Linked DNA regions of Mus musculus: all the other regions are linked to region 4. A link is a contact called in public Hi-C, HiCAR-type, HiChIP or PLAC-seq and promoter capture Hi-C data. All regions are on one chromosome and are shown on one strand. The core of a region is the stretch at or near the end of the contact, and the rest is flanking DNA. Distances in the headings are between cores, read along the strand shown.

Evidence for each region. Promoter capture Hi-C pulls out the DNA fragments that hold promoters and counts their contacts. A called contact is a pair of places that touch in the nucleus more often than the background predicts. HiCAR-type assays count read pairs that join an accessible place to other places. HiChIP or PLAC-seq counts read pairs in DNA pulled down with a chosen protein or histone mark. Capture Hi-C pulls out chosen DNA fragments and counts their contacts.
Region 1: a contact with region 4 is called in a Hi-C map of B cells, with 10 read pairs. The contact joins the promoter of Tle5 here to the promoter of AU041133 in region 4. A contact is called at or near these places in 1 of 15 datasets of contacts at CTCF or cohesin (the NIH/3T3 cell line), 1 of 484 Hi-C or Micro-C datasets (B cells) and 4 of 115 datasets of contacts at active chromatin or transcription factors (embryonic stem cells and large pre-B cells).
Region 2: a promoter capture Hi-C map of neural stem cells shows a contact between it and region 4. The contact joins the promoter of Tle6 here to the promoter of AU041133 in region 4. A contact is called at or near these places in 3 of 39 promoter capture datasets (the C10 cell line, the SN4741 cell line and neural stem cells), 1 of 15 datasets of contacts at CTCF or cohesin (the NIH/3T3 cell line), 1 of 484 Hi-C or Micro-C datasets (nephron progenitors), 5 of 115 datasets of contacts at active chromatin or transcription factors (the NIH/3T3 cell line, acute myeloid leukemia, astrocytes and 2 more) and 1 of 9 other capture datasets (liver).
Region 3: a HiCAR-type map of astrocytes shows a contact between it and region 4, with 2.8 times the contacts expected there. The contact joins the promoter of Ncln here to the promoter of AU041133 in region 4. A contact is called at or near these places in 2 of 115 datasets of contacts at active chromatin or transcription factors (astrocytes and large pre-B cells) and 1 of 9 other capture datasets (adipose tissue).
Region 5: a FOXA1 HiChIP or PLAC-seq map of pancreatic cancer cells shows a contact between it and region 4. The contact joins the promoter of Nfic here to the promoter of AU041133 in region 4. A contact is called at or near these places in 2 of 115 datasets of contacts at active chromatin or transcription factors (pancreatic cancer cells and pro-B cells).
Region 6: a promoter capture Hi-C map of pancreatic islet shows a contact between it and region 4. The contact joins the promoter of Hcfc2 here to the promoter of AU041133 in region 4. A contact is called at or near these places in 1 of 39 promoter capture datasets (stem cell-derived epiblast-like cells) and 1 of 9 other capture datasets (pancreatic islet).

Annotation. Positions count from the first base shown.
Region 1 is chr10:81,558,190-81,560,889 of GRCm38.p6, reverse strand. Tle5 (TLE family member 5, transcriptional modulator) reads right to left here and starts at 1,446. Exons shown (of 7, transcript NM_010347.4): 1 at 1,222-1,446. The coding sequence starts at 1,248.
Region 2 is chr10:81,599,551-81,602,250 of GRCm38.p6, reverse strand. Tle6 (transducin-like enhancer of split 6) reads left to right here and starts at 1,351. Exons shown (of 14, transcript NM_053254.2): 1 at 1,351-1,453; 2 at 2,136-2,216. The coding sequence starts at 2,172.
Region 3 is chr10:81,495,032-81,497,731 of GRCm38.p6, reverse strand. It overlaps Ncln (nicalin), which reads left to right and starts at 1,369. Exons shown (of 14, transcript NM_134009.3): 1 at 1,369-1,652. The coding sequence starts at 1,469.
Region 4 is chr10:82,126,675-82,129,374 of GRCm38.p6, reverse strand. AU041133 (expressed sequence AU041133) reads right to left here and starts at 1,362. Exons shown (of 4, transcript NM_001163064.1): 1 at 1,277-1,362. The coding sequence starts at 1,279.
Region 5 is chr10:81,425,923-81,428,622 of GRCm38.p6, reverse strand. It overlaps Nfic (nuclear factor I/C), which reads left to right and starts at 1,450. Exons shown (of 10, transcript NM_008688.3): 1 at 1,450-1,547. The coding sequence starts at 1,518.
Region 6 is chr10:82,697,771-82,700,470 of GRCm38.p6, reverse strand. It overlaps Hcfc2 (host cell factor C2), which reads right to left and starts at 1,357. Exons shown (of 14, transcript NM_001368720.1): 1 at 1,165-1,357. The coding sequence starts at 1,327.

The sequences.
Region 1 (2,700 bases), core at 197-2,696, 570 kb after region 4:
CCCCCAAAGCTGCCCAGGCCCCAGCCAAAGCCACAGAGAAATCATGGCCTGGGAGTTAGGGAGAGCTGGAAGCTGGGGGGCTGGGGAGCGAGGGGGGTGGGATATGTACAGGGCCGGCATCTGAGGGCACTGGGTCAGGAGTTAGGGTGTAAGATCTCGGATCTGGGGAGCAAGGCTAGGGGCAGGGTGTGGGGAGCAAGGCCACTGGGAGCTGGTGTGGGAGACGACAGATGGGCTTGGACATGAGAGGGACGGAGCCTAGTGCTGGGGGGGCGGGGGGTGGGAAGACTGCGGGGTATCCGGCTCCGGACAAGGGAGCACTGGACATTATACGGGCACAGGGTCTCCCCAACCCTAGTGCTGAGGGTGCAGGATGGGGGCTGGGAGGAGGAAGGCCGCTGGGGTGCGGGGCCTGCAGCTGGAGGAGGGACGCGGAGCCAGGCTGGGGGTGGCGCTGGGCCCGGATGGTGACGCCAGGCCCGACAGGGCTGGAGAGAGAGACAGGGGGTGCGGGAACTGTATTGGGGGGTAGAGGGCACCAGACTTGGGGCCAGGGCAGATCTGAGGTGGAAAGAAGTGCAGGGCCGAGGTGATGGTGGGTGCAGGGCCTTGGACTTGGTGGCAGGCCAGTCTGAAGCTCTTAGAGAGCTGGGCCTGGGGGGGGGGGGGTGCACCGAGGTGGGGATGCAAGATCTAGGGCTGGAGGACATGCGCGTCTGGGGTGAGGGGATGATGGGCTTGTGACTGGGGTGCTGCAGCTCTGGGCCTGAGCCCCAGGTCAGGAAGACAGGCCGAATGCGGCTGCAGTGGGGTGCGGGCTGATCCGGAGCCCGGGGGTGGGGGGTGGGGGTGGAAGAAGACCTTGGAGTCGGGTTGGGCGAGGTGTGGGGGAGGCGGTGAGGGGACTCAGGGCAGGGATCAAAGTTCAGGGATCCGGGCTGAAGGATGCAGTGCTGGACTGGTGGGGTGCGTAGGGTCTGGGTTGTGGGGTGCAAGGACCTTGGGGAAGAGCCCAGGGCTGGGGGGACAGAACAGGCCTGTGGGAGCTGGGGAAGCGTAGGGAGCCCCTGGGACAGGCCCTGGGCGGGGAGAGAGACGGGATCCGACCTAGAAGGGGTGCAGTGAGATGAGCTGGGGTGCAGGGTGAGCGCCGGAGGTGCAGTGAGCTGAGCTGGGGGTGCAGGGAGAGCTCTGGGGTGCAGTGCGCGGGGTTCCCCTTACCGAGTGCCGGCTTTGCGGAAACATCATGTCAGTCGCGGGGGGCGCGGGCTGCGCCCCGGCTCGGGCGGCTCGGGGGGCGCCGGGCGGCCGCGCTTTGTCCCCGATCGACAGCTCCGGGGCCCCGCGTCCCGCCTCCTGCGCCGCCCGCCGCCCGCCCGCGCCGCCCGCGCTATTGTGTAATGGCGACGCGGTGCCGCCCGGGCTCCCGCTCCACCTGCCGCGCCCGGCACTGCGCAGGCCCGGACGCCCCACCCGTGACCTTGGCCCCGCGCGCCCCGCCCCCGCCACGGCCCGGAACCCCAGCTGGAGGCCTGCCTCAGTGCCCCCCGCCCCCAGTCCCAAGGCCACAGACTCGCAGCCTGGACACCCAGGCTTCACGGTGGATTTATGGAGTGCCTACAGTGTGCTATGTCCTCTTTGGAGTCGGGAGGGTTGGCACGGCTGGGGGCCACACTGGGCAGTAGAGTGACACCTGTCCCACAGAGGTAGGATGGGGGCCCAGTCCTGTAATCTAATGACTGGGGTGCAGAGGCAAGAGGATCAAGAGTTCTCGGCCAGCCTGGGTTACCAGAGAGCCTGTCTTAAAACAACAAAAAGTAAGACATGGTTTGTTCTGGGGTACAAGACCTATTACCAGTGCTGGGTAGGTTGAGGTAGGTGGAAGCCAGCCTGATCTACACAGTGAATACAGCCTGGGCTATAGGAGCCCTTATCTCAAAACATGAAAAAGTTAAATCGGGCCACAGGAGGTGGTGGTGGCCGACACCTTTAATCCAAGCACTCAGGGCAGAGGCAGGTGGATCTCTGATTTGAGACCAGCCTGGTCTACATAGAGACTTCTGGGACAACCAGGGCTACAAAGAGAGACCTGTCTCATAAATAAAAGGTAAGAGTTCCCCAGGTCCTAGTGTGATCCCAACACTTGGGAAGCTGAGGCAGGAGGATTATCGAAAATTCAGCATCAACCTGTGACCCAGCTTACTGAGGTGAGACCTGTCCAAAAACAAAACAAAACAAAACAAAAACAAATGATTAAAACAAATATGCTGGTGTGGTAACACAAGCCTTTAATCTAAGCCCTTGGGAGGCAGAGGCAGGCAGATCTCTGTAAATTCAAGCCCACCTTGTGAGTTCCAGGGCAGCCAGGGCTCCATGAGCCCTGTCTTAAAAAATAATAAAAAATAAATAGGAGCCGGGCGTGGTGGCACACGCCTTTAATCCCAGCACTCGGGAGGCAGAGGCAGGTGGATCTCTGAGTTCGAGGCCAGCCTGGTCTACAAAGTGAGTTCCAGGACAGCCAGGGCTATACAGAGAAACCCTGTCTCGAAAAACTAAAAAAAATAATAATAATAATAATAATAATAAAATAAATAAAATAGTTCTTTGGGCCAATACTATTTACCCCAACACTTCAGAGCAAGCTGAGGCAGGAGGATTCCTACAATTTCAGGCTAGCTTGAGCTGTATAACAAGACCCTG
Region 2 (2,700 bases), core at 102-2,601, 530 kb after region 4:
TGAGTGCTCTATAAGTCAGAAGAGGGCTTCAGATCGCATTATAGATGGTTGTGAGCCACCGTGTGGTTGCTGGGAATTGAGCCTGGATCCTCTAGAAGATCAGCCAGTGCTCTTAACTGCTGAGCCATCTCTCCAGTCCCTTAAATACTTTTCAATGAAGGAAAAGTTGCTGTGACAGAGGCCTAATTGAGTTGCAATCACTTGTTCATGTGTGGTATGTGGGTGCAAGAGGACACTTCTTGGGAATTAGAACACATTCTCACCTTCTACTGTGTGGGTCGCAGGGATCAAACTCAAGCTGAGCAGCAATGGGCTTTACCCACTAAGCCCTCTCACAGCCCTTTCTGTTTTACACCTGCTTGTACTATGGAAACCAGGCTGGCCCCAAACTCACCGTCACTGCCCCTGCCTCCGAGTCCAAAGTGGTGACTGTGGTTTAATTTCACATCCCCCATCTGTGGCTGGAGTGGACGTAGGAGTGAGGCTAGGGAGGTCCAGAGAGTCCACTCTAACCCAGGCCATCCTCAGCTTACTCCAGGATCCTCCATCCAGGGCCAGGGATGGGGGCTGAGCCTTGCAGGGAGCTCAGGGTTCTGCTTCACTTCCTGTCCTTGAATATGGGGGTCTGGGCTTGTGTGGCTTTGTGCCCGATGTCTTTCCTTTCTCTCTCATTTGAGACAGTCTCCTGTACTCCAAGCTAACCTGGAATTTGCTATCTAACTCAGGACGACCTCGAACTCCTAACCCTCCTACTTTTACCTCCCCAGTGCTGGGATAATGAAGGTGTCTTCAAGTGGTGCTGGGGGTAGGGCCCAGGGCACATGCGGGCCAGCCAGGATGAATCCTGATTCTCCTGTTTCAGTAAGATTTAAAAGAAAAGTGTGTGTGGGGTGTGTGTGTGTGTGTACGTGCAAGAGTGAGTTGTGAGTTCGTGGTCCACCCTGTGGATCCCAGGGATCGAGTTCGGATCAAACGTCTAGGCCGCAATCACCTTCACCTGCTGATCCGTCTCGAATGCCCCAAATAATCAGACTTTTCACCAAACACTCTGAAATTCTCCCAGCTCCCGAATCGCCACACCTGGAACGCGAGGGTTAAGCCGAAGCAGGAACTCCGTGATTGACAGCACGGCCACAAACTGAGCAATGAGCATTCTGGCTCGCAGCCCACGTGGGCTCGCCGCCTTCTGATTGGTCAGGGCCTGCAGGGGCGGTTCGCTGAGTCCGGGGCCCACGTGCACCGTGGCCTGGGCCCTGATACACGCTTCCCTCGGTGGGTGCAGGGGGCGTGGTGTGTGGGTGTGGCCTAGTAGGGCGTGGCCTAGGCTGGAGGGGCGGGGTGAGAGGGGTCAAATGGCCCGGGGCCCAGCAGGAGGGGCTTCCTCCTGGCCTGACCCTGGCTGACCTCAGAGGCTTCCTCTGGGATCCCTGGGGCCTCCCTAACCTCAGAGGTGGTGCGTGAGGGCAGCCCGCTTCCTGCGGGCGGGTCGGGAGAAGAGGGAGCCCGAGGGAGGGGTGTGGACCCTCACAAAACCGACTTCAGCGGGGAGTTTACCTAGGTTGAGTGATTTGGGAGTGAACCAAGTGTCGTTTCTCTTGTCTCCTTTATTCTTTTTTGAAAAATGTTTTAAGTGTGTGCCTGAGCGTATATATTTGCACCACATGCAGGCTTAACTAGTACGCCTGGAAAACTTTTTTTGTTTTGGTTTGTTTTGGTTTTTTGGCTTATTGGTTCCTGGCTGTCCTGGAACTCACTTTGTAGACCAGGCTGGCCTCGAACTCAGAAATCTGCCTGCTTCTGCCTCCTAAATGCTGGGATTAAAGGCGTGTGCCCGGCCTGCCTGGCAAACGGTCCACGACTAGCCACATTTCTGGCTGATCCCGCTAGGGAGTTGGAGGTGCCTGGTTCTCTATTCTTGGTATCTGAAGAGATACTAATGAGGCCCTTAGCTGGGGGTGTGTGTCTGAAACCTTAGTAGTAGTAGTAAAGCCGGGTCTTGGGGAAAGGGAGCGCAGAAGACATGGGGATGGGGAAGGGGCTTCCTCCCCAGCTGGGTCCAGATGATGAAGAGGCTACGGGGATGGGGGTGGGAGTCGGCTTTTCTGCCTTCTAAAAACCTATACCTGTTCTTATAGGACTTAATCAGATTTGTGACCTCAAGAATCTTCTAGATGACTTCCCACAGACAGAGCAGTGACACCTTTGGTGGAATTTTGGTGAGAGAGAAATGGTGGTGAGGGGCACAGTTAGCTTCCTCTCTTCCTACTGTGTTTGGGGTTTTGGAGACTAGTTCTCTCTGCCCCCCCCACCCCCACCCCGCACCGGGAGCTCATGCAATCCTGCCTACCTAGCTAAGATGAAAGGCCTGCACCCCAGCCTGAGCCCCTCAGTGCCTGCACCTGTGACCCCTGACAGCGCAGGTGAAAACCCCCATAGACCAGACCGGGCCCACATTTTCCCAATGTCAATCAAGTGGTGATTATTAACACTAGGTGTTCACCTGGTGTGGTCAGGGCTGAGCCTCTCCTAGCAAGTGGCTCTTTAGTTCCATGTGTTAACACTATATTGGGATTAAAGATCGTTGCCCAGCTTTAATCCACACTTGGGAGGCTGAGGCAGGTGGATCTTTTAGTTCAAGGACAGCCAGCTCTAGGTAATTCCAGAACAATCGGCTACATAGACCCTTTGGGGGAGGAGTTA
Region 3 (2,700 bases), core at 120-2,619, 630 kb after region 4:
TGTATTGTAACCGAGGCGCGCTGGCAGTGACTCTAGGATGGTAGGGATTGTCACAGTTATAGATGGCAGAAGTTCACGCTGTTGGACACACATCATCTGTTTTCTTTTCTACACTTTCAGTTCTGATTGTCTGTGGCCTCGGTATACAGTTGGCAGTTATCACTCACCCGGGGGAAAGGACCACAAGTTTGAGTCTTAGAATCTGTTTTCTTACCTAAGGCAAATGGTCTTCAGAGAAGGCACCATCCCCAAGTTCTCCACAGGCTTCGAAAGCCAGCACTCACCAGTCGCGAATCTTACTCAAAGTCAGTTCATGCCAGTTTGCATATCAAATTCCCACCTGTGGCTGCCAGTGGGTGGGTGGCAGTGTCTGGTCTTTTATTTCTTATTTATTGTATTTCTAGAGGTGTGAGTGACATATAATTTTAATTCACATCTTAACTTACCCCAAGACACAGGGACTAGTCAAATCCATTGAAGTTGCAATAGGGCAAACCAAAAATGTTAGGTTAAATATGTCCCAAGTATGAACAGGGATACTAAAGACCTCCCATCGTCACACTAGTCTCATTTTAGCTATCTTGATCTCCCCACTGCCATTAAAGTCCGCGCCAATTCTTGCCTTCCTACCTTACCACCTGCCCCGAATATTATTTTTTTAACCAGCTTTTCACTCATTCACTTAAATCCTGTAGAACACCTGTAGTCAGAGTGTCTTGTGATCAGAGAGCTAGCACCTTCAAGACAAAGGCCTCACCTCTCTCTCTTTCTCTTTTATTTTATTTTATTTTATTTTCTCGCATTCTAATCCCCTCTCCTTTCAAAGACTAAAAGAACGACTCTAGTTCCCATATTCCTTTGTGCTTGCCCGATAGGACTACAATTCCCAGAGAAACAAGGCACCAGGCGGGCACTTTCTCTTTCCTTTCCTACATCTTTCCGGGTCGAACGGTCACGTCCTGCACTTTAGGTTTTGGATTGTCCTTTCATTAACGACTCCAAACATGGGGCTTAAACAAGATTTACTGGGAATGGTTTTTAATAGCTTTGTAAGTCATCTGTGTTTTGCGGCTTGGATGAGTTCAGTAGCAGTAGATTGTCCACCATAGCTTCTAGGAGCGGCACAGTGGGACTACAACTTCCAGGGGGCTCCGCGCATAAGGACTGTCACAGCTTCCGAGAGGCCCTAGTGCGAGTCTAAGTGTGCCTACAACTCCCAGGGTTCCACAGCGCGCGGAGCCGTTTAAAACGAGGCTCGCTCACAAGAAAGACTACATTTCCCAGAAGGCGGCGCGGCAGACAGGGCCGTCCGCAGTGCTGCCCGAAGGACCCTAGGGCAGGCGCGGGCTGTTCGTGGCTCTCCCCGAAGGACCTCAGCAGCCGCCCATGCCGAGCTGAGTCCGCCGAGCCTCGGCCGCTTCCCGTCGCCCTCCGTCGCTGCCGCCTTTGCGGCCTGCCGCCCGCCGGGATGTTGGAGGAAGCGGGCGAGGTGCTCGAGAACGTGCTGAAGGCGTCGTGCCTGCCACTCGGCTTTATCGTCTTCTTGCCCGCCGTGTTGCTGCTCGTGGCGCCGCCGCTGCCCGCCGCCGACGCCGCGCACGAGTTCACCGTGTACCGCATGCAGCAGTACGACCTGCAGGGCCAGCCATACGGTGCGCGACCCCTGACCTCTTCTCTTGACGCCGCCGTCCCCCTTACTGCCACACTAGTCCCCCAGTCACTGCGATCCTCCCACTGTCAGGCAGAGGAACTCCGACTGCTATCCCGGTCTCCCCATTGACTTACTGTTCCTGGCAGCTCTGTTCCCTCAGTTCCCCTGCTGTTTCACTGACTCCTGTCACCCCATCCCATCATCGCCACCCTGATTCCTATCTCTCCTCGATCCCATGTCACCCTGATCCCTCTCTGTCAGCGGTTGCCTCAGACCACTCTCAGGCCGGCGTCAGCCCCCGGGCCTGGTGTCCTGGGGTTTCCTGGGGCCTTGGTTCCCACAGTACCATACTTTCACCCCTTTGCTCTGCTCCCCACTCCTCGCCAGGGTTCCCCAGGATCTCTGTCCCCATGCCTAGGTTTGGGGCCTCTCAGAGCTTCCCGCACCCTGCTCTTTGGTTTGCCTCTCAGCCTTGATACTGTCTTTGCCTGAATGCCAAGGCCGGGCCCCCATTTTTGAGCGGGTGTGGCAGCCTGGTGTGTGCACCCAAGCCTATGTGGCCCCTATACCCAGAATTGCATTAATTTCTCTTTAAAACTGTGTTGCCATGGCAGGGGTCATGTTGCTGCCCCAGCTCGGGGAGCTCTAAGGGGTCGAGGCCAGGTGGCTGCCCAGCACCTTGCAGGACCCAGAACAGTGGCCCCAGAACAGTGCCCTGGCATGTAGAGCACCCTGGGGTGGGGGACCTTACCCTAGGCCAAGGAGTAGGTGGCCAGGTGTCCCAATGTCGTAAGCATTTGCTTGCAGATCCTTGTGGCCTGGTATCTTCGGAAGGGCCACCTGCTAAACTGCCACTGTGGGGTGTCACTGATGGCGGGGGAACCGTGGACACCACTAAGCTGTGAAGCATAGCTTCTGAGCTCCCACAGTTGTTCCAGAGCATTCCGCGATCTGGAGGGCAGTTCCTAGACCATGCATTTCCATGTCTGGGTCTCACATGCACAGAATCTTGGGTGGGCCGGTCTGTGAATAAGCTCATGTATTGTGGA
Region 4 (2,700 bases), core at 113-2,612:
AGTTTGCGTGGCCTTCTTGGAAGAAGTGTGTGTCACTGGGGCTGGGCTTTGGAGTTTCAAATGCTTGGGCTAGGCTCACAGTCTCTCCTCCTTCCTGCTGATCTGGATTTAGAACTCTCAGCTACTTCTCCAGCACCATGTCTGACAATGTCCCACCATACTCCCCACCATGACCAAACCTCTAAAACTATAAGCAAGCCCTAATTAAATGGTTTCCGTCAATAAGAGATGCTGTGGTCATGGCATCCCTTCACAGAAACAGAACTTTGACTAAGGCACTGCTCCGATCTAATGGCTTCCTAGGACTGCTTTCTTATGCATCCCAAGACCACCTGCCCACGGCAGCACCAAACACAGTGGGATGGGAACTATTGCATCAATCATTAATCAGAAGAATACCTATCCATTGCTTGTTCCAAGCTCACCAAATTTGACCAGTATACCTACTGAGTCTTCTCCTAACACCCAAAGACAGATTCTAAAGCAAACCTAAATTCTCTTAACCCTCAGATTTCATCTTGTGCATAGGCATACACACATGTAAATTTCTGAAAATCTGTCAAGTTTAAGACTGGCGAGATGGCTCAGCACTTAAAACCACTTATAAAAAAGCCGATGACAAAAGGTCATCATGAATGAAAACATGAGCACACAAGACTGAATAAACAGCACAGTGACACCGTCTGACTTCTAAATTACCCTACACCTGCAATAAAGACTGTGCTGTTTGAGACAAACAGAACATGAGAGAACAAGCACACTTAGGGCAAAAACACAATTAATATTCGGTCGATTTTGACAACTTATGCAGGGAAACACAGTGAGTCTGGCCTTACTAACACACGTGATTGGTCCACCGTGGCATCTACATGCGAATGTGTTAATGACACAGACTTTACACTGCGCAGAGTTAACTGAGATGGATGCTACACCCGAATGTCAAGTGCCAGGTTCAGAACTTCTGGAAGACTAGGGAAACTAGAGGTCTGCCAGCCAGCCACTGCCTCCCTTGACAATGACAGCGCGCATGCGCGAGCTCTGCAGCCAGCCCAGAATGGTTTATAAGCCCAGCTCCCGCTTCCCATGCGGTGCGCAGGCGCAGCCAGGAGACCTAAGTCAATGAGAGGTCCCGCTTCCACCTGCGGGACCACAACTCGGGAACAAACGGAATGACACCGACGCCGCGTCTCGCCGCCAGTTCCCGCACCCCGAGTCAACCCCACACGGGCTCCCGCGGATCTGCTCCTCCCCGCGTGGGGACGGCGGCCCCGCTCACCATGGCGCGGATTCGGACCTCGCCCCACTCTCCTCACAGCTGCGGGAAGCAGGGTCACTGCGCCCAACATGGATGGAGGAGTCTTCCTCTGCCACACACCGGAAGTGCCCGCCTCCATTCCGATTGGTGTTCCGCCTCGAGGCCCTGATTAGCTGGTGAGGCCTGAGTGACAGGAGCAGATCCCTTAGCGACTGAGGCTGTGAAGGGACGCAGCACAGTCATTCTCAGCCCTATCCTCCACCCCAGGCACAGAACAGATTGGCCTTACACCTGGACTGCAAAGTCGTCCCTGCACCTAGTGGGAACTTCTCCTTCATATAGGTCTCTAGCATATGCAGATCATTAAACAAGGTGTAGTGGATTGATCCCCCTGCCTCACAACTGAAAGAAAGCCCATTTCCATTCAGGTCAGATTTAAACTACCGGATGGATATTTACCAGGTATCAGCAATTTCAACAAGGCACACCATGGATTGCAAACACCTCTCTCAACTGCACGTCGTTGAACAAACATAACAGTGCCCCAGCCTTCTGCGGTGGCACTGCCTTATCATGCAACCTTGTGATGTAGAGGCAGGGCATCAGTAGTTTAAAACAGCCTGGTCTATGGCACAATACACCACCAATTCTGGTCCAGGGAGGTATCAGTATAAGATGATGATGGCTCATGCCAAACAAGTTTATTAAGAAGTGCATGTATGATACACTGTTTGCAGAGGGAGAATCAGTCAGCAGAAACCAATTCAGCAATGCTGACAAGAAAAATACAGGATGCCTCAGATTGAGCACAGGTGGCCTTGGAGCTTATAACCACGGCCCCTCAGGCCAAAGAGCCAGGTTCCCTTGACTCCTTCAAGACCTCCTGAAGCACCAAAACAGACCTTGCCAAGTTGACCTTTGGCAAGAACATAAAACTAGCACCTCTAAGAAAGTCTTGGATGGCAGGAGACGGGTGTTAAATCATTCTTAAAGTTGTTTTCTATGTGGGCATATTAGAAGTAAGTTCAGGGTGGCCAAGGAAGAGACCAGCATTGCCATTTTAGTGTCTGGAAAAAGAAAACGTTACTCTTCATCTAGAAGCTATGTTCCTGCCCTAAGCAGAGGCTTTGTTGGTTTTTATTCTAAAGAGGTGGTGGCTGTATCATTTCCCCTTTGGCTTGAGTCTCACCTCAGTCTTATTCATTTGGATAGTCTAGAAAGAATTGCTGCAACGGATATGGAGAAGTAAGAGAAAAGACGTGCTGCTCCAGAGACAAGTGGATCTTTGAGGAAACTAAGGTTTTACCGGGATAGGGAAATTAAAAATATTTGAATTTCTTAATCCAAAAACAAGATTAATAGTACTTGATGGAAAATACTCATATTTGATTTGTTAAACATATATCCTTTTGTCTCTTCTATAAATGCTGTTCCTTTTAAACTCA
Region 5 (2,700 bases), core at 201-2,700, 700 kb after region 4:
CCTGAGCCTCCCGATGCACCCTTGGCACATGGTCACCTCGGTGCTGGTGTCTGCTTGCATCTCCACAACCCAGAACATTAGACACCCACGGGGAAACTGAGGTTCAGGGAGAATGATGTTTATTGGCTGGGACAGAGCCACACATGCACACTATGCATGCATTGAACCTGCTGTGTGCTGTCCCTAATATAGGGAGGTGATCAGTATGGGCTCATGTAGCCCAGGCTGGCCTTTGGCTTCTGACACTCCTGCCTCTTCATCCCTGCTGGGATGACAGGTGTGGGCCCTGGTGTCCTGGACATCCCAAGGGCGCGCATCCAATCTGACAGGTGGTTTGGTCAGTATCCGTGGGTACTCCTAATAGTGTCACTCACAGGCATCTCCTGGGGTATGGACCAGGTGGCCGGTGTGCCAGGCAGGCACCTGGGACCCGACACCCCAACCAGTGGTTTCCTTCTCTGGGCCTTGGCTTCACTGGAATTACAGTGATAACGGATTAAAGCATCTTACTGCTCTGTAGCACACTCTCCCCCCAGCCCTCACATCCCATGTCCTTGGGTCCCTGGGAGAGAAATAATTGAAAAAGGCCTAGACTTGTGAGTGGACACTGGTGGCCGGGGTGGGGGTGTGCAGGCTTCTTCAGACGCTGCCTTCAGAAAGGTGATCTCCAGCTGGGCAAGGCCCAGCATACCTGTCTTCCCAGGAGGCTGAAGTAGGAGGATCCAGAGTTCAAGGTCATCTTTAGCTACATAGTGAGTTCAAGGCCAACCTGGGCAACATGAGACTCTGGCTCAAAAATAGTAATAATTAAAAGAAAGGAAGGAAGGGAAGAAAAGAGAAGAAAAATGAAGTTAGTTGGAGTGAGATTTCCCTGTGCCTCAGATTCCCCAAATATGAAATGGGCAGCCTGGACACTGATCTAAACTTGGGGACCTGGTTGGCCTGGATCACCCCACTCTGCTCTTTATCACACAGTAGTGTCAGAGCCTGGCCTGGCCTTGAGTCCTGCACCGCACCCTTCCCAGGGACCCCATACCTGCTGCTAGACCACTTATTGGCTTTTTAAGGGAAAGCCTCCCACACTGGTCCCCCTCTACCCTACTGGCAGTGGCCACTTTGAGGGCACAGGTGAGGGGACAGATGGAGTTTGGGGTACAGTTGGGGGCAGAGGCAGGCTGCTGCAGGGACTCAGGTGGGATGTGGGGGGCAGCTAAGGGCTCAGCCCCATCTCGTGGACCTGATCGCTGTGTCCTCCTCTACAAATGGATAGCTCTAGAGGGAGGGGACTAGGGGGTCCGCGTGTAGAGACATAGTTTGTTTGTTTGTTTGCTTGCTTGTTTGCTGTCGGCGATTTCTTTGAAAGTTGGATGCGGGCGGCAGGGAGGGAGCGGGGGCGGGCGAGAGGCGGCGCGGGGCGGGGAGGACGGCGGAGGGAGGAGCGGGAGGGCGGCTGCAAAAATGACTCAGTAAGTTCGGCGGCCGCTCGGCCTCTGCGCCTCCGGTGCCAGCGCCCCGGGATGTATTCCTCCCCGCTCTGCCTGACCCAGGTACGCACCCCGCTCCCGGCCTGGCCCCGGCCCGCACCCCGGCTCCACCTGGAACCGCATTCTTGCAGTCTGGAACCTCCCCTCCGCAGCGGGGGTGGGAAAAAAAAAGCGCGCGCGTCCTCTCTACCCACCCTCTTCCAGGCCAGGGTGTTCCTGGCATGGACCTGGGGTGCGGGCAACTCTTGAGATTGGGGATTCCATCCTCGTTAAGCTTGATTGCACACTTGGAACCCCATTTTCTGGGCCCCCACTTTGATCTAAATCGGCTGTTTTTGGAACTCTCTCTCGTCTTGGCTGGATGGGGGGGGGGGCTGGCGTCCTCCCCACAGCCCTCACCCTTTGCACCCAGGAAGTCTGGGTCCCCTCCAGATGGAGAAGAGAGTAGGTGTCCGCAGGAAGCACCCCACCCGCACGTAGAACGCTCCCCACCCGCCCGTAGGACTGATCTTGGGGTTCCCTGCTGCACTGTAGGTCTCCCTAGCTGTGCGGTAAAGGGACCCCTAGACTATTTGTTCGCGAGTTCTTGGTTTCCCAGGTGGCCGCCCCCCCCTCCAGCTGGCAGTGTCCCCCTCCATTTCAGGCCCACGTGTGCGCGCGAAGGGGGAGGGGCGCGCGAAGTTGGCGCGCGGGGGGAGGGGCAGTCTTGCGGGTGTCCATCGCGGGTCCCCCCCCTTCCCTGGCTCAGCTCCCCCCCAGCTCCGCATTGATTCTTGAATTATTGAGCCGAGCAGGCGCTGCCAGGCGGCTGGCGGGAGGAGCAGAGGCCAGGGCTGGAGGAGGAGGAGGAGGAGGAGGAGGAGGAGGAGGAGGAGGAGGAGGAGGAGGAGGAGGAGGAGGCCGCGGCGGCGGCAGGGGACTGGCGGACACTGCGTACTAGGTGGCCAATCCAGCACCTGCCCTGCTGTGCCCCTCTGGCTGGGTTCCAGCATCTGAGGGAGAGTGGGGAGGGGTGCATCCATCCCTCCAGGGGACCCCCCTTCAAGGAGCCCCCCAGCTGTGTCTGCCCCCTGGAATCATAAGCCTGTCTTTTCCAACTCCACAGCCTCTTGTGATTTTTTTTTTTTTTTTTTTGCTGTGTCTGCCTCAGTTTCCCCTGAAAGAGAGTGAGACATAGTGGTCTCCAGACTGTGTTGGTTCTGGGAATTGCAGTTGT
Region 6 (2,700 bases), core at 108-2,607, 570 kb before region 4:
GCTCATTGATCTCTGTGAGTTCGAGGCCCGTCTGGACTACAGAGCTAGTCTTAGGACAGCCAGGGCTACACAGAGAAACCTGTATTGAAAAAGGAAAAGAAAACCTGTTCTGCATCATTGTACTCTTAAAAAAAAATCCTGGTGTCACCCCCCATTAAAGAAGTGGAAAACCTGTGATTTAGAAAGACGTGGTAACTTTAATGCTGATTTAGAACAATTGCCAAAGCAAGATTCAAAACAGACCCAATTTCTTCTAAGCCCAGGGTATTTACACTATACCAAATCAAACATCTTCAAAACTTTTTCTGTTGGAGTACTGAGGAGAGTCAAAACTAACAAAATTTCTCCTACCGTTTTTAGCTTTTAGAGGACTACTGTGATCAAGTTGTTTCATCAAAGTTGTAGGTTGTGAACTAAAACGACACCAAATTCAGTATCTAGCCTTAACTAGTTTCCTATGATTGCTAGACTACTTGTAAGTGGAGAAAATATACTTTCAACCAGCACGGAGGTCAAGACCTGCCCCCTTAACAAGTGACACTTCGAGCTGTGCAGCGGTGCCTTAGCTATGACAGCCCCTTGGCGAGGACCAGCCCGGAAGGGCAGAGCACATACACTACAGACATCGGCTAATCAGAGACCAGTCCGCGTTCACCCACAACTCTCTCCGCCGCGAGTTTAGAGAACTGTCTTGCGGGCTTCCGCCCGGTACTAACTGTACCTACGCTGAAGAGGCAGCCAGGAGAACCTCCCCGCCCCTCAACTCTCTAGGTTCTAAGAAGGGGGCTGGGGGAAGGCAAAGACCACCGAGGCCCGCCTTGGGGTGGGTTTTGTTCTTGACACTGGCGGGATCTCCACCCCTTAAGTGACCGGCCCTAGGGTGGAGGCCCAGCCGTGGAACCCGCCGTCTCGGGTCCACGGGGAGGGATGGGCCGGGGTGTCTCGATGTCTACCGGTGGAGTCACGTCCAGCCCGCGGAACCGCGAGCACCGAGCCGCCTTCCAACACGTTGCGAGCTCGGGCTGCCGACCCAGCCGATCTTCCCCCGCCGCCTGCCCGGCTGGGGTAGCGGCGACCCGGCGGTGACAGCTGTCAGGCCCGCGTCCGCCGCTCCTCCCCTCCCCCTCCGCGGTCCCGAGGCGGGGTCGCCGAGCCGCCGCCTACCGGTATTGTAGACGTGCAGCTCGTCCGCGATGCCCTCGTTGCCCCCGCCGAAGATGATCATCAGCTCCCGGATGGCCACGGCTCGGTGTCCGTGCCGGGCGCGAGGCACCGGTCCGGTAAAGGAGGAAACCCGCCTCCAGTTGAGGAGGCTGGGAGCCGCCATCTTCCCAACCCCCGCCCCTCGGCCCACAATGCCCCGCGCGCCACGGGCTCCACGGCTCGTGGGGAGGACGAGCGCCGCCTCCAGCTGTGCGCGGGAGGCCCGGCACGTGACCCGCGGGCCCCGCCCCCCCAGCCCGTGGCGACGTGGCCCTCGGGGCTCCGCCAAGATGGAGCCCCTCCCGCCAACCCTGCCAACCCTCCTCTCTGTGGCTTTCAGTGGGGTGTTCGGGGAGGAGGTTACAGCTTTGTCCTTTAGGTCCACTTGGAGCATCTTCTGTGTAGGAGCGTCACGCCCTGGAAACTGTTATCACAGGCACTGGAGAAGAGCTGCCTGCCGTGTAGGTCCCAAGTGATGAGAGCACAGGGAGCGCCTAAGGCAAATCTGTCATCTCAAAGGAGGGTCTCCCAGACTGCAGGACAAGGACAGTGGACACGGTGGCTAAGTGCAGGGCCTGAGCACGGCTCAGATTTGGAGGTGACAAGCCTACACAGCAAAAGATAACCCCAAAGGTGATTTTCGGTTCATTTAGGTGTATTAGTTGTCTTGTTGCTGTGAAAAAATCCCCTGACAAAAACCTTTGAAGGACAGAAGGGTTTGTTTCCCCTCACTGAGAAGCCCATCATAATGAAGAGGCTTGGCTGGAAGTGGCTGGTGGAATTTCATCTGCAGAGAGCCACGGATGCTGGAACCGGGCTGCCTTATTATTTAGTCCAGGATGGCATCCCAGTTTATTTCTACCTTAATTTATTTCAACCTTACATCTATTCCCACCTTAATTAATCTGATCTAGATAACCTCATAGGCCTGCCCACGGGCTTGTCTCCTAAGTAAGTTTAGATAGTATCAAATCAGCAATATCGACCATCACAGCAGGTCATTATTTTCATGCGGAGGCTTCTTTTTATAGTGTTGTTAATATTCTTAGACAAAAAGACTAAGGGGGAAACCCTTAAAAGTTGCAAACTCAGTGTTAATTTGGAAAGAGTCTATTTTGTAGGCCTGCTATATCAAAGTGCCACAAGCCTTGTGCCTTGAAAGAGTTGAATGGCACTCAGGAGTAAGAGTTTGAGGCCAGCCTGGCCTACATGGTGAATAAACAGCCAGGGCTAAATGGAGAGACCCTGTATCAAAAAAACAAAAACAAAAACAAAAACAAAAACAAAACTGGGTTTGATTTCCAGCACCTACATAGCTGCTTACAATGGTCTGGAACCCTCTGTTCTGGGGGATCTACACCCTCTTCTGGCCACCACAGGTACCAGGTGGGTCTGTAGTTCATAGACATACCTGCTGGCAACGCACCTGTACTCATCAAAGAAAATCTTAAAAAAGAATAAACACATTAGAATTGTCTCACAGTTGGAGAGAAAGTC